Regions from separate parts of the Ovis aries genome. Here region 1 is linked to region 2. The links are chromatin contacts, called in public Hi-C maps. All regions are on one chromosome and are shown on one strand. Each heading gives the region's core, a stretch centred on a gene start, on an enhancer-like site or on the middle of the called end of the contact. The rest is flanking DNA. Distances are from core to core; before and after follow the strand shown.

Region 1 (5,121 bases), core at 658-3,157, 61 kb after region 2:
GTCAAACATTCGTCTTTATTTTGAAATAAAATTTAAAATATGAAAAAAGGGAAAAGTCATTCTAAAAACTGTAAAATAGTTCTTAGCTCATGAGCTGCACAAAATCAGACTGGGGGCAGGATTGGTCAGTGGGCTGTAGCTTCTTGGCCCTCTGCCCTCCGAGATCCGCATACATGTACATAAATATTTCTGCAGGAATGCAATGGCTGGTTGTAGGGTTCACACATCTTTACCCTCACTGGAAAATGCCAGTCTTGTGTGTGCGTGTGTGATTTCATTTCTTTATTTTTGACTGTGCTCGGTCTTCGTTGCTGCCCAGGTGTTTTCTCCAGTTGCAGTGCTTGGGTTTCTCACTGAAGTTACTTCTCTTGTTGCAGGACAGGCTCTGGGGCACGTGGGCGCAGTAGTTGCAGCTCCTGGGCTCTAGAGCACAGGTTCAATGGTTGTGGCGCATGGGCTTAGCCGTCCCACAGCACGTGGGATCTTCCTGGATCAGGGATCGAACTCGTGTCTCTTGCACTGGCAGGCAGATTCTTTGCCATGGAGCCATCAGGGGAGCCCCAGTACTGCTTAGTTTTATATTCCACTTGTGGAAAATGGAAATCCCATCTCCTCAAGCAAATGAGCCCATGAGAGCCTGCTGCACCAAGAAAAGGACATTCCTGTGGTCCTCTGGGGCTGGAGGGCTCTGCCACTCCAGGTCTCCTCTCCCTGTCCAGGTGAGGCTCAATGTGCCACTGTTAGGCTGGTACCTGTCAGAGGGCTCCAGGGAGGGTGGTGCTAGACAGAGTCTCACACCAGGCATTGAGGCTAGGTGGTGAGTTTGGATTTTATTTGAAAACCAGTGGACAGAGTGGAGCAGGGCTGTGACAAGTTGGAACTACATTTTAAAAGAATCACTTTGAAAAAAAATTAAAAAAATAAAAGAATCACTTTGGCTGCAGAGAGTGGATTTTTAGGGGACAAGAGAGGAGGAAGGGAGACCAGAAGGTAGCGACCTGACTGCAGGAGTCTTGTGAGAATTGAGGGGGCAGTTGGGGGCCCCATGGATGCGCCTCCTTCACGCCCACACACCCACACTTCACACCCACAGCTCCAGCCACCCTACTCTTATCCCCTTGCACATCCCGTACCCCATTACATTTTTCTAAAAAAAAGTATTTCTTTTTGGTCATGTTGGGTCTTAGTTGCAGTACATGGAATTTTTTCCATGCTCAAACACAACAGTTGCCCTTTGACCCGTGGGATCTTAGTTCCCCAACCAGGGATCAGGTTATTAACCACTGGACCGCCAGGGAGGTCCCATACTCCATTTCTGCAATCCTCTAACCCAGGGAACACAGTTCCCACTACAAATCTTCCCTGGCTGCTCCCTGCCCCGCAAAGCATCTGGCTCCACTTCATCTGATGTAATGATAAATGTGATAACCCTGTGTGATAAATATGAAACCCTAAGTCTGTTTGCTCACTGAACTTCAGAGGACTCTTACATTCAAATCTTTTTGTCATTCTGCCCATGGCCAGAGAGAACACACTGAAACAAGAGTGTGGAGCTGAATCCATTGTCTGGCACCCACAGCAGCTGTGATCCTGACTGGGGTGATCAGGAGATCAAGGACCCCAAGGATGAGCCCACAGGCTGGGTCACCAGGAGAAAGACAGCTTGGTAAAGTGGCCAAGCCAGACCTGGAGCCCACAGGGATGTGGGCTCCTTGAAATACTAAGAAAGTGTCTTCTGGAACCTCACTGTGCCAGAAGGAGCAAAGGTGGAGGTGCCCAGAGCCAGAACCTCCCTCAGATGGAATCCTGGAGCAACCAACTGGTTAGTTCCTTTTATCTCACCTACAGCGTCAGTGGTTGATACAGCGCCTCTGCCCACGGACATGACCCAAGGCACTGCTTGTATTCAGTGTGAGTTCTTGACTCCATTCCTGCCCGATCCACCAGAGAAGTTGTCAACCACAGAGAGAAATGAACTCACAACAAAAGGTCAAATCATCCAATTAGTTGGCTGCTGGGACTGAGAAAAGGAAATGTAGAGGGAGGAGAAAAGGAAGTAGGAAGGGGAGCTGGCCTGCCGGGGAGAGGGTGAGAAAATGGGGAAAGAATAAATACCTGGCTTCTATTTTTTATTTTTTTTGGTAAACGAATCAGGATATTGGGCTTCTCTGGTGGCTCGGTGGTAAAGAATTGTTAGGTAGGTAGAACAGGAAAAGGAGTCCGAAATGGCGGTGGCTACAGACGAGGAAGGGAAAAGCCCGCGAAAATGGAACAAAAGAAGGTCCAAGGGCCGAGGACCGGAGTGAGGACCTCAGGTTAAACAAACAACACTCCTGGCAGGCCCAATTTACATCGACAGGCCCAGAGAGAGACAAACATATAAACAGAGGAGCCAGGGCCAGCTCTCTCTCTCTCTGTCTCTCTCTCTCCCACGCGCTGAGGCGCTCTTCTTCTCGTGTCTTTAGATCGACGTGCCCTTACGCTTCAAAGATGGATTTTCCTGTTATCTTCTAAATAAAATAGAGCTGTAACACTGATTTGTCTAAGAGCTATAACATGGTCCATCTGAGACCTGAGAGCTATAACACAGTCTATCCAAGACCTGAGAGCTGTGACTTGCTGAGGGGGCTTTAATGTCCGTCACTCCAAATCTTTGTTGTGATGAGACAAAGAATCGAGGGACATACACTCGCGTGACAGAATCCTAAGGGCAATGCAGGAGAAGCAGTTTGATTACTAGGTGAGGAAGATCCCTTGGAGAAGGAAACAGCAACCCACTCCAGTACTCTTGTCCATGGGGTTACAAAAGAATCAGATACAACTTAGCAACTACACAACAACAAATTGGGATATTATTAACACTTAAAGTGGTGAAGCCTAAAGCAGGGAATGGCAACCCACTCCAGTATTCTTGCCTGGAGAATTCCATGCACAGAGGAACCTCGCGGGCTACAGTCCATGGGGTTGCAGTCAGACACTACTAAGCAATTAGCACACACACAATAGTAAAGAATGTGTTTTATTAAAACACAGCAAACTCTTTCAAGGTGAGTTAGACCAGGACTATACACAGTGTTACAGAGGCAGGGGCTCATCCATGAACTGTGCGGCTGGTCCAAGAAGTAATAAGTACAGAAGGCAAGAGAAATTGTTAAGCAAGTTTTATAGCAATTTCCAAGAGTAATTTTCTGACCGTTGAGTCTAATAATCAAAACAGGACTTGTGTTTTCTGGATTTATTTTCAAAATATCATATCCTTAGTGTAAGGGAGGCAATTTTTACCTCTGCCCTTTTAGGGTTTTTGGCTGGGCCTGAGGATTAAATTGACATAAAACAGATTAACAGGAGAAAAGCACACACCTTTATTTACAACAAGTCTTATATGACACAAGAGCCCTCGTAAGAAAATGCAGACTCAAAGAAAGTGATAAACCCTCAATGGTTTTTATAGTAGTTTGAACAAAGAGAGGCAATTGTAGAAAAGAAAGAAAAACATAAAGGAGGCTAACGGAAGATGAGAATTATTTCAGCAAGTTCTGTTTGTATAGAATTCTGGGTTCAACTCCCTGGCCTTGATAAAAACAATATTACTTTTCTCCCAGTATAGGGAAGGCATCTTCCATCTGGGGGTTTTAGCTCCTGCTTTTAGGCAATACCAAAGAATGCTCAAACTACCACACAATTGCACTCATCTCACATGCTAGTAAAGTAATGCTCAAAATTCTCCAAGCCAGGCTTCAGCAATACATGAACCATGAACTCCCTGATGTTCAAGCTGGTTTTACAAAAGGCAGAGGAACCAGAGATCAAATTGCCAACATCCACTGGATCATGGAAAAAGCAAGAGAGTTCCAGAAAAACATCTATTTCTGCTTTATTGACTATGCCACAGCCTTTGACTGTGTGGATCACAATGAACTGTGGAAAATTCTGAAAGAGATGGGAATACCAGACCACCTGACCTCCCTCTTGAGAAATCTGTATGTAGGCCAGGAAGCAACAGTTAGAACTGGACATGGAACAACAGACTGGTTCCAAATAGGAAAAGGAGAATGTCAAGGCTGTATATTGTCACCCTGCTTATTTAACTTCTATGCAGAGTACATCATGAGAAATGCTGGACTGGAAGAAGCACAAGCTGGAATCAAGATTGCCAGGAGAAATATCAATCACCTCAGATATGCAGATGACACCACCCTTATGGCAGAAAGTGAAGAGGAACTAAAGAGCCTCTTGATGAAAGTGAAAGTGGAGAGTGAAAAAGTTGGCTTAAATCTCAACATTCAGAAAACGAAGATCATGGCATCCAGTCCCATCACTTCATGGGAAATAGATGGGGAAACAGTGTCAGACTTTATTTTTTTGGGCTCCAAAATCACTGCAGATGGTGATTGCAGCCATGAAATTCAAAGATGCTTACTCCTTGGAAGGAAAAGTTATGACCAACCTAGATAGCATATTCAAAAGCAGAGACATTACTTTGCCAACTAAGGTCCCTCAAGTCAAGGCTATGGTTTTTCCAGTGGTCACGTATGGATGTGAGAGTTGGACTGTGAAGAAGGCTGAGCGCTGAAGAATTGATGCTTTTGAACTGTGGTGTTGGAGAAGACTCTTGAGAGTCCCTTGGACTGCAAGGAGATCCAACCAGTCCATTGTGAAGGAGATCAGCCCTGGGATTTCTTTTGGAAGGAATGATGCTGAAGCTGAAACTCCAGTACTTTGGCCACCTCATGCGAAGAGTTGACTCATTGGAAAAGACTCTGATGCAGGGAGGGATTGGGGGCAGGAGGAGAAGGGGACGACCGAGGATGAGATGGCTGGATGGCATCACTGACTCGATGGATGTAAGTCTGAGTGAACTCCGGGAGATGGTGACGGACAGGGAGGCCTGGCGTGCTGCGATTCATGGGGTCGCAAAGAGTCGGACACAACTGAGCAACTAAACTAAACTGAACAGAACTTTAGGGAGAAAAGGGGGAGAATCAGAATACCCTTCTTACACCTGCTGTGTTAAAAATGTGTTTTTTAGCTTAAACTAATCTTTATGCCAAAACCCACTTCTGTGTGTGGTGGGAGGGGTTGCGCTGGGTCTCTGTTGCTGCCCGCAGGCTTTCTCCGGCC
Region 2 (4,716 bases), core at 1,707-4,206:
TGCACTGGAGAAGGAAATGGCAACCCACTCCAGTGTTCTTGCCTGGAGAATCCCAGGGAAGGGGGAGCCTGGTGGGCTGCTGTCTATGGGGTTACACAGAGTCAGACAAGACTGAAGCAACTTAGCAGCAAAGTGGCATTTCAATTGGGAGGGAGGGCAAGAATGGGTTCAAATGATGTTGAAACAATTGATAGTCATGTGGGGGAAAATGACTCAGTATTTCAAAATATGTTCTTGATGGACTAAAGATCCAAGCCTTAAGCAAAACAAAACAAACCCTATAACGTTACCAGAAAACTATATAGAGGATTATCATTTAGAACTTGGACGTACAGAGTGTTCTTCGGAGGCTGTCATAAAAAAGAAGCCAGTTGCCAGGTTTGACTACTTGAAAATCTGGGCGGCTGGCTGGTTTGGTGACGTGGATGGTGGGATATTCTGGGCTATAGGGGGGCCGAGGTCACCCCCACTCTCACCGCACCTCACCCCAGCCTCCACAGAGAGGCGATGACAGAGGAAGAAGGACCAACTTTTGAACCCAAAGCAAAAAGACCAAGTCTTTAGAAAAGAAAGACTCTGCCAAACTAGAGAAAAATCAGTGACACTCAAGTTCCCAAAAGAGCTTCCAAAAGTAACAGGGTTGCAAAGCAGAATGTTATAAGAGTGCCTTGGTTATCAGGCGCATTGAATTACAGGAAAGGGATTAATTCAGATCCGAATTGGCCTCTGCAAGCAGGAGAGAAGGGGAAAGAAGCAATTCCAAAATTTCTGGGACTTGTAGTATTTAAGATAGATCTCTGTTTTTCAATTAGCAAAAAACAAAATCAAGAAATACTTTGAGTAACAAAGGCTGATTAAGATGAATCCTCCTGGCAGTGACCAAATCAAGGTCAAATGTCTTGACTGGATTAAGGTAGCTGCAGGGAGGAGAAGGCAATGGCACCCCACTCCAGTACTCTTGCCTGGAAAATCCCATGGATAGAGCAGCCTGGTAGGCTGCAGTCCATGGTGTCACTAAGAGTCGGACACGACTGAGTGACTTCATTTTCACTTTTTATTTTCACGCATTGGAGAAGGAAATGGCAACCCACTCCAGTGTTCTTGCCTGGAGAATCCCAGGGATGGCGGAGCCTGGTAGGCTGCCGTCTATGGGGTTGCACAGAGTCGGACACAACTGAATTGACTTAGCAAGCAAGCAAGCTGCAGGGAAGTTCTTTCAGTAGGACCAAGTGCCCAGGGAAAGAGAACAAAGGGTGTGATCCCACCAAAGCTTGATGAATTCAAAATATGTGGAGTTATATCTTTGAGGAGGCATACCTAGAAAAATATTCTGAATCTAGGAATATGAAGCTGACTGGTACCAAGCAGGTAGTCAACAAAATTCTTTTCTTTGCAAAAATGAGTGATTTTTCATTTTTAAAAAATTAAGGTATAATTAACATAAATAAAATGTAGAATCTTAGGTGTTTCATTAAATGTGTTTTGACATTTGAATACAGCTGAAACAAGATGCAGAACATTTTCATTATCCCAGAAATTCCCTTTGAACCCCTATCTGGTAGATTTCCTCCACTTCCCTCAAAACCACCACTCTTCTGAAATTTTCCAATAATTAACTTTGCATGTTCTAGAATTTCACTTAAATGAAATCATACAATTATAAAAATGAAAAGCTATTAAGACAAAAGATGCCATGTTGTTGTTGTATAGTCACTAAGTCATGTCAGACTCAGGGGCCTGCAGCTCACCTGGCTCCTCTGTCCATAGGATTTCCTAGGCAAGAATATTGGAGTGGGTTGCCATTTCCTTCTCCAGGAGATCTTCCAGACCCAGGGATTGAACCCATGTCTCCTCCACCGGCAGGCAGATTCTTTATCACTGAGCCACCAGGAAAGCCCAAAGATGCCATAAACAAAATGCAAATATAAATTAAGTTGATACTTGTAGCTTGTTAAATAGTGAAGATTAACCATACTATGAAAGAGATATTCGTATGTTTAACTGTATATTGCAGACACGTAAATCATTTTTGGATCGTCTTCCCTGTTAACTATATACTGTAAGCTCCTGGAAGGCAGGCATTGGTCCTGTCTTCTCCATCCTACACTTCAGGCATTTTGCAAGATGCTTGGAACTTGGTCCTCAGTATGCACTGAATGGATGGATACATGCACGATTGAAGGTGGAGGATGGATTAAAGTCAGACAAGAGGTCTGAGTACCTATTTGGAGGTAATAGCCCTAGCTCTCAGTGAGCAGAGGAGAGAGAAAGCAGAGTTGAGAGATATGGAGCAGATAGAACAGACAGGATGAGGTGGCTGATTTGATAGTGTCTCCGGGGTGGTAAGGGGTGGGAGTGGGCACGAGAGCCCCCAGCTTTCTGGCCTGGGGAGCTGGGTTACTGCTGCCATTTACTGAGGATGGGAGCACAGAAGGAAATGCAGTTTTGGGGGAAGACTGTTGAAGAAGGCCAGTGTGGTTTTGTATTAGCTGTGCCAAGTTTCAGGGCCTCTGGGACATCCAGGTGGACACAGCCAACGTTAAGTTGGACCTACCAGAAGTTGTTCCAGTGCAAAACAGAGGTTTCTTGGCTCTGTGCTTGCTTCAACACATGCAGCTACAGTCACCATCATGGCAAAACAGAATCAGCTTGGAATATGTAGAAGGTCCCGCTGGGGGAGGCTGGCTGGGAAAAATGAAAGGGGACTCTTGTGCTGGTGTGTGTGTGTGTCTGCGGGTGGTGCAGGTAGGGGTGTGTGTGTGTGTGTGTGTGTGTGTGTGTGTGTGTGTGTGTTTGCTTGGGCCTGTTCCACACTTTCTGGGAGCCCTGGGGTGTCAGAACTGCCATCTCCAAGCTTCTAGAGTCTTCTGAAGCCCTGGCCTGATCTTTGGACCTTTGTTGACCAGGTTTCCCCCACTCCCTCTCCTCCAGTTCCTCGTGACTCTGTGGAGGAGGGGAGTTTGGCAGGCCTCCCGGGACAGCCGCCTAGGCAGGAGGAGGCTCAGAGGAGGGAAGAGCCAGGCCTGTAGTTTCTGGAGAACAACCGCTAATCTGCTAATCCGGGAACTGGAGAGGAGTGAGGGAGGGAGCGGGGGTTGTGGGGGTGGGTGGGGTAGAGAGCTGCTGTCCCGCCATGACTCAGCACTCTGCTGGGCTGGAGGGGTTGGGCTTGGGCTCCAAAAGTGCTTTGTCATGGAGGGAAGGAGCCCGCTGGAAGATTTTATTGTAGGGTGAGCCACATTCCCTAGTGTGATTAGGTGTCCAGGCTGGAAGGAACAAAGGGGTCTAGTTCACCCAGCCAGGCCTCAGATGGTGTTTCTGCAGGAAAGAGGAGGTGTCACTTTTTGTTTGTTTTTCTTCTTTTTTAAAGAATTTTTTCCCTTTTTTTTTTTGGCCTCACTGCGTGGCTTGCAGGATCTTATTGAATCCAGAACCTCCATAGTGAAAACACAGAATCCTAACCACCGACCACCAGGGAATTCTCTTTTCTTTTTTTTATGGACCCATTTTCTTTCTTATTGCTTTTCTGCCTCACACTGAGTTCTCAACAGATATTGGAGCTCTCTCCTTTCTAGGGATTGTTGCTATGAGGCTATGATTCCACAGCGGGGAAATCATAGACCTCAGAATATTAAGGCTTAGAAAGGACCTTAGAGTTTCCAGATCAGCCTATTTTACAGAAAAAGAAGTGAGAGGCCCATAAAACGCTGGGGCTTGCCTAAAGCCATTATCACTGGCAGAAACACAATCTGAAAATGAAGGACAAGACACTTGAGGGTGTGGTCATTAAAATGGATAAATGTGTTGCTGGAAAGTATATGAAACAATGTTATGTGAAAAAGCAGAGCCCAACATAGTTTGTGCAAAGCTGAGGACCATGAAGAGGATCACCCGGACCTGAAGCATGGCTGAGGATTGGGCAAGAATGGGTTAAACGATGTTTTCACTGACCAGCCGGTGTTTTTAAATATCTAGGATTTTCCCTGGAGTTAGTAAAGTGAAGTGTGAGGAAATCAGAGTTCAGAAATTGGAAACCATGATACTGAATCAGATTCTGGTACATTTCTGGATGTTGCAACCATGATTCAGAGAGTTTGTCCTTAAACTGTTTCTTGAAAATCCATCCGGCAATGTAGACTTAGTCTAGGCACTCAGGTTCCCCCTTTCTCAGGAGATTAAGGTCAAGACCTGGGATGTTAGAGGATAACTTGAAAATGGAAGACTCTTTTTTTTTTTTTTTTAAGTCTTTACTGAATTTGTTACAGCATTGCTTCTATGTTTTGGAGTTTTGGGGTGTGTGGGATCCTAGCTCCCCAGTGGGGGACCGAACCCTCACCCCCGTGCACTGGAAGGCGAAGTCTTAACCACTGGACTGCCAAGGAAGTCCTAGAAGGCTCACTTTTTAAGGCAACTCAGGCCTTATGGCATCTATGGGAGCTCCCTCTGGAAGAGTCCACAACCGCACTTGTGGCAGAGACCTTGTCCCACGGGCCCTGGCTGTCATTTACTTGTCTGACTTCCCACTGGACTTTGGGCTCCATCCTAACGGGTATCCCAGACCCTAGCGCAGTCCAGGGGCCCTTCCAGTTCTGATAGATTTCAGCCCTAGGGCCCTTCTCTGAGATCAGGCCCAGTGGAATACCCTGTCTCTGACTAGTCTCTTCCTATATCCTTCCAAAGGACCTGCTGGGTATGTGCCCACATTCTGAAAGCGTC

The links. A called contact is a pair of places that touch in the nucleus more often than the background predicts.
Region 1: a contact with region 2 is called in a Hi-C map of liver, with 3 times the contacts expected there. The contact joins two enhancer-like sites. A contact is called at or near these places in 4 of 16 Hi-C or Micro-C datasets (blood, liver and mixed tissues).

What each region holds. Positions count from the first base shown.
Region 1 is chr21:37,106,849-37,111,969 of ARS-UI_Ramb_v3.0, forward strand. No RefSeq gene overlaps it. Among named protein-coding and RNA genes, the nearest start is that of INCENP, 49 kb to the right of the region's middle. Within about 2 kb of position 1,908, at least 3 of the 54 cell types and tissues checked have an H3K27ac peak or open chromatin away from gene starts, as enhancers often do. A contact at or near this core is called in liver, where this site is marked.
Region 2 is chr21:37,044,780-37,049,495 of ARS-UI_Ramb_v3.0, forward strand. The region is part of intron 1 of LOC114110147 (a long non-coding RNA gene); the gene reads left to right. Among named protein-coding and RNA genes, the nearest start is that of FTH1, 5.7 kb to the left of the region's middle. Within about 2 kb of position 2,957, at least 47 of the 54 cell types and tissues checked have an H3K27ac peak or open chromatin away from gene starts, as enhancers often do. A contact at or near this core is called in liver, where this site is marked.